Linked DNA regions of Mus musculus: region 2 is linked to region 1. A link is a contact called in public promoter capture Hi-C data. All regions are on one chromosome and are shown on one strand. The core of a region is the stretch at or near the end of the contact, and the rest is flanking DNA. Distances in the headings are between cores, read along the strand shown.

Region 1 (2,915 bases), core at 164-2,663:
TAAGGGGTATTATGCAAGGAGGCTAAACTAACCTGAGGTCTCTGCTACAGGGCTACTGCGTGAAGCAAACGAAGTTAAAGGAGGCCAAAAACTAAAGCCCCACACTTTTTTCTAGGATAGTCACCCCCCCCCCCCCAGTTCTCCTGCTTTTGAGAACTTCTCCAAACAGTCTCAATGAGGATGTTGTCAATCCTGCTTACTAGGGAAGCTAGGTATTAGAATCTGGTTTCAAACGCCCTCCATTTCACAGCCCAAATCCTTAGTGACACACAGAGACTGTAAAAATACATCGGTGAGCCCAGACTATCCTGTTGTTAACTAGTTCCCAGGTTAGCCCCAGGGGACCAGTTGGTGGTCTACCGGTGCTGCTGGCCGCCTTCTACCAATGTGTGTGTCTCTTGTTTTATACCAAATAGAGCTTGACCAAAGCCAGACACAGGCCGAGTCATCTGTCTTCAGTTTGGGACTGATCTTGTGAGTGAGTGGCAGACAAAGAAGACCTGGGTTAATAGTCCACCCGCCCCCCATCCCCACCCAAGGACAAAGAACCATTCAAGGGACAGACCCTAGAGAATCTCAAGTAAACCGAAACCATCCCATAACGCAGACAGCAACAGCTGACATCCTGGGACTCCCGAGGTGTGGTCACCTAGGGCCTCAAGGGAAGTGATTAGGTAGGTATCCAGGTGCCACTTGAGGCCAGACTCTGTGGTCAGGGTACCCCGACCTCAGACATGTCTCCTTAGAATTACTGTTACCAGTCATCTCGCTCCAGACTTGTGGGTTCAGAGACGCCCCCTCCCTCTCTTGCCTGGAACCCCACCTTACTCAAGGCACAGCCTCCCAGAGGCCAGACTTTGCTCGATTCCAAGGGTACACGCTCGCCCCTCTCCACACGCCCTCGAACCCTCGTTCGTTCCCCACCCCGAGCGTCGGTCTCGATGCCTCCGCCGCCGTCTCTTTGTCCCGACGATCTCCCACGTCCCATCGCCCATCAGCACTCCAGGCTCGCCGCCCAGCGCCACCACCGCCCGCAGGACCAGCCGCCCCTTCGCAGATCCCCACCACCACCACCCCGACCACGGCTCCTTTCATTTGAAGCCCTTCCCCCGCTCCGGACCTCGCCCGCACGCGCTACTCAGCGCCCCACCGCTCCCGCTCAGCCTCGTCGCCACCCTCGCCCGCCCCGAAGCTCCCCGACGGCGGCCACCGCCCTCACCATGAAAAGTCGGAGGACGCCGGAGTCTCCAAATCCGGACTGAGAGGCAGGAAACACCCAGCTCGCTCAATGCAGGGGGCGGAGGCGGGGCCGGGGCGGGCACTTCCGGCGTCCGTCCACACCCCACTTCCGCCCCGCAGAGGGACTCTTCTTAAAGCGTTCCCCCCCACCCCCCACCCCCGTAAGCCCTAGATGGGGGGAACTCTTTTTATCAACCGTTCCCGCCTCCCCTTGGCCGAGTCAGGCGTTTAGTCCCACTTCTGGATGTTTGTTTCTCCTTTCCGTCTGCTAAAGAAGATGACAAGAGGAAAGGAGTCCTCACCTCCTCCATGGGCAAAGAAGCAGTGCGGAACTGTTGTTTCCCGGAACTGAATAATTGCTTGCTTCCCAAGAGGTGTTCGGAGCACAACACCCGGGGCAAGATGGCGGCCGGGCTTCGGCCGCTGCCCCGGGGCTGGCGGACCTCGGGGGGATCGGGCTAAGGCGGCGGTCGCTGCGGCCCGGACCCCGAGTGCGGGGCCTCGAACGGATAAAGATCTCCGGACTGCGGGTAGCGAGTGGGGACAGGATGGGCGCTTCTCTGGGCGGCGGGGCCAGGGACGGAGGGAGGCTATCTGGGGGGCCGAGTCTTGGTTTGAGTGAAGTCGGAGGAGGGACTGGCTTGCGGGCTTCGGGGATCTCCTTGTCCCCCTTCCATTGATTTCCGTGCCGAGGCGACTGGCCTTGCCAGCCAACTGATTGTGGGCGAGACGGACTTGTTCTTGTGGTTGTTGATGTCGGTGCCTGTGAGAGGCGTCGGGCCTCCGGATCACCCCAAGTGGAATTCGAGCCCAGTGCTGTCGCTCGCTGTGTGACCTTGGGTGAATCTAGTCCCATCTCTGACCCTCAGTTTCCTCCTCTGTAAATAGAGTAATTAGATTGTTTTACGGAGATTATTTTAGAATACGTTTTAGTGTGGTTCCTGACGGCTCTTGATCAAAAGCTGGAAAAACTGGATCGTATTTTGACTTAAGCCTAGCTAGCCTCACAGGGTGCCTGGCATTCTCAACTTCTCTTTGTGGTGCCTTTCTGTGTGTGTGATTCCTGAACCTTGCCTTTTTGACTTGCCGATAAGTAATTCCTTTGGGAATTCAAAGTCAGGGACGGTGGGTGAGGACACTGGCGAGTTATGTGCCCTCTGCATTTCGTTTCCCCATCTGGATAGGCTGTAGCTGTCTAAGAGCAATAGTTTGGCTTATTAATGGTTTCTTTAAGAGCTGTTGTCTTATCTTAGGCTTTTAAAATTGGGGTGTTGTAGCCTCACAGGATAGGCTTCCAAAGGGAGGCCTAGTTAAATAGATCTACAATGTCTGTTACATGGTCTACACTTAGATGGTGGCCCTTAGGCCTGGGAAACTAGCGACTTCTACCATAAAAGAAAGTCGCTCAGCAACTTGTGTTTATTTTTACTTCACAGTCTGGACTCCTGTGCGACATGTTGTGCTTCTTGAAGTTAGTCTCAACCAAATAGGTTGGTTGTAAGCAAGTTGCCTGGGGACGTAGAAGTAATGCAGAGTCTTGTCTGTTAGCGTTGAAAGCTTGGCTCTGCGGCTTACTAAATGTATAACCCAGACCAAGGGAGGCGAGATTTGATTGTCTCATCATGTTGCTGCTCTTATTGGATGAGACACTTAGGCGAACTGCGTCCCTCCTTACC
Region 2 (2,915 bases), core at 242-2,741, 1.3 Mb after region 1:
GGAGGGGCTGAGGATTTAACCAGGTTCCTCCGGAGGAGCAGCCAGTGTTCTTAACTGCTGAGCCATTCCTCAGCCCCTTCCCTGTTTCTTAAAAAATGCCAATCAAAGGAATAGCAGGAACCTGGCCAGTCCCAGGAGTTTTCAATCAAGAACACAACACAGCCAGCGTCTCTCCTCAGCCAGTATCTTATGATTCTAGGCTCGTGTTCATCTGACATCACCAGGCTTGCTTCAGGGAAATAAAGAGTTCAAGCAAGGCCTAGATCAGACACTGTGTGTGCTGTTCAAGGACCTGCAGTACCTTGAATAACAAGAAAATTATGAACTGCATAAATCTACCAGCAGCGGAATTGTTAAGGAATAGTACAACCATCAGATGGGGGTACCACGTGGTGACGAGGCAGTTAAATGATTGATGGCGGCATACCGGTGAACTGCGAGAGGCACATGGGTGCTTAGATACTCTGAAATGTATGGGAAAACATGTATCCATTAGACTAGTAAGTGTTTCATGCTGTCCAAGAAACTTTAAAGGAAAACTAATGTCAACTTTGAATTCAGTAAGCGTCTGTATTTTGTTGTTGTTTTGTTTTAAACACTAGCACTGCTTCTTACGGGGAAAGATTAGGAGTGGGCAGTATCCCCAACAGGTGCTTGGCTGGAAAGCACTGGAGGGCAAGAAGAAGCAGGGACAAAGAGGCTGGGGGTGGAGCTCAGCTCGAAAAGCGTCTGCCTAGCATCTGCGAAGCCATGGGTTCGAGTCTCAGCACCACATTAAAACAGGACTCAGGAGGTACAGGTGGGATCAGAAGTATATGGTTATCCTCGGCTACTCGAGAGAGTCAGGAAGCCACCCTGGGATACTTGAGAACTTGTCTGGAAAAAGTAAAAAACCACAGGGATGGGGCAATCCCTGCAGACCTGCAGGGAGGATGGCGATGGCAGCGACAGCTCTCGGGGACGGGCAGGTGGGCTTCCGCTCCAACTGGAAAAAAACGTGGGGCTGGCTCCGCGCTGCGTCCGGAAAACTGAGGCAGAAGGAGCAGAAGCGCTGGCGAGCAGGGTGCATACGCCCCACGGATCCCAATCCGGAACCGCTACCCGTTCCGCCAGGGGGTCGGGCGTCCGGGATCGTGGTGCTCGGGGGACGACTTCCTCCCCAGCGCTGACCTCCAGGCTTCAGCCCTGCGGCCGGTTGTCACCTCTCTTCCGTCGGGCCCTGCTAAACGGTTCGGTTCTCCCGGGGATCCGCAGCGACGGCGCTCGCTCGCTCGCTCGCTCGCTAGCTCACTCGGACCTCGGCCGGCGAGCGTAGCGCACTGCGCGTGCGCGGAGAGGGCGCGGCTGGCCGGGGCTGCGGCTGCGCAGAGGCGGTTCCAGCCCCCGCGCCTGCGCAGTGGCGGGGCGGGGCGGGAAGGAGGGAGGCGGCGGCACCGGCGGCGGCTGCTGAGGAGGAGGAGGAGGAGGCGGAGGTGGGGGAGCGGAGGGAGGTGTTTCTGTCAGTTCCGGCTGTTTGTTCGGGAAGTGGATCCGCCGCTGCCGGAGCAGCCGGGAGGGAGCTGCGGATCGCGAGGCCAGGACCGACCCCGCCCGCCCAGCTCGCCTGCCCGCCCGCGCGCGCGCGCCCGCCCGCCCGCCGCCCCCGCCCGCCATGGCCCGGGACTACGACCACCTCTTCAAGCTGCTCATCATCGGCGACAGCGGTGAGGGCCGCAGGGGCCGGAGGCGGTGTGGGCCCTGCCGGGCGCGGCCCGCGGGGGCCTCGGGGCGGGCGGGCGAGCGGGGCGGGCGGGCGAGCGAGCGAGGAGGCGCGGCCCGCGCGGGGCGGGAGGCGCGGAGCTCGGCGGGGTCGCAGGCCCCGGGGGGGCCGCAGCGAGGGGACTCCGGGGTGGCTCCTCGGCGGGGCGGGGGGCACCGAGGGCGCGGGATGCACGCACGGCCCCGGCGCTCGTTCCTGCCTCACGTGTGACCTTGGTCAAGTCGCGCGATCGCTGGAGTTGGAGAGAGCCGGGTTCGAGTCCCGGGGAGGCAAGCTTTTGCCGCTCTGTGACCTTGGGCGAGTTGTCTCGCCTCCCTTGAGCCTCAGTTCCTGCATCTGAGAAGTGGGGACTTGTTAAGCTGAGCGGTGGGATGATTCGGTGAGCTGAAAGTAGGGAAAAGCGCCTGACCCGGCATAAAGTAACCTCTAAGTAACTCACAGTGTTAGCAGCATGAGTCGCCCTGTGAAGACTCAGCGCTCCGTGAAATGGGGGTATTTCCAGGACCCGTCTCCGGGTTGCCGTGCGCTTGGATGAGGTGCGGCAGGTACAGCCATGAGCGCATTCCTTTAGAATTGTTACTAAGTCTCAGCAAGGTTCAGTTCTCATCTGTGGAATGGGAGTGGTAGATTTGCCTGCCAAGGCTGATGTGAGCACACACTTAATGAGGGGACTAGTGTTTGGCACACAGTAGGTGGACAGTGTTTGCTGTTCTCTTACCCGGGTGCTTCATTCAATATTTTAAGTGCTTTGTGTACACAAACACACACACACCACACACCTTTCAGTACCGCGCCATCTCTGATTCATAGATCAGCTTCTGGTACCCAGTGCTTAAATGCATTTGGTCAGTGAATGAGAGTCACACTGGTTTCTGGCCAAGGATGAAGCATTTTAGAGGTGTTTGGAGTATGGCAGGTGACCAGGTCCTGTGGGGTGATGGTGAGTTCAGGGAGGCAGGCCCAGGATGTTTAGGGGAGCTTAGCTGAGGTGCCAGGAATATGTGATGTTTTAGGAAGGAGGCTGGCGAGCAGCTAAGTTTATAGATCAGACTGGAGTGTGGGATAGAGAGGGTCATGTGACTTGAGACAGCCAAGTTGGTGGTAGAGCCTGTGTATTGTCAAGGAACTAGAGCTCCGTGTCCCCCCTGAGACTCAG

The links. Promoter capture Hi-C pulls out the DNA fragments that hold promoters and counts their contacts.
Region 2: a contact with region 1 is called in a promoter capture Hi-C map of pre-B cells, with 8 times the contacts expected there. The contact joins the promoter of Rab35 here to the promoter of Ube3b in region 1. A contact is called at or near these places in 2 of 39 promoter capture datasets (liver and pre-B cells), 3 of 115 datasets of contacts at active chromatin or transcription factors (extraembryonic endoderm stem cells, microglia and thymic regulatory T cells) and 1 of 9 other capture datasets (liver).

Annotation. Positions count from the first base shown.
Region 1 is chr5:114,379,207-114,382,121 of GRCm38.p6, forward strand. It overlaps Ube3b (ubiquitin protein ligase E3B), which reads left to right and starts at 1,414. Exons shown (of 28, transcript NM_054093.3): 1 at 1,414-1,769. It overlaps Kctd10 (potassium channel tetramerisation domain containing 10), which reads right to left and starts at 1,299. Exons shown (of 7, transcript NM_026145.4): 1 at 1,220-1,299. The coding sequence starts at 1,222.
Region 2 is chr5:115,630,496-115,633,410 of GRCm38.p6, forward strand. It overlaps Rab35 (RAB35, member RAS oncogene family), which reads left to right and starts at 1,492. Exons shown (of 6, transcript NM_198163.1): 1 at 1,492-1,703. The coding sequence starts at 1,652. 1110006O24Rik (RIKEN cDNA 1110006O24 gene) reads right to left here and starts at 1,321. Exons shown (of 1, transcript NR_027810.1): 1 at 554-1,321.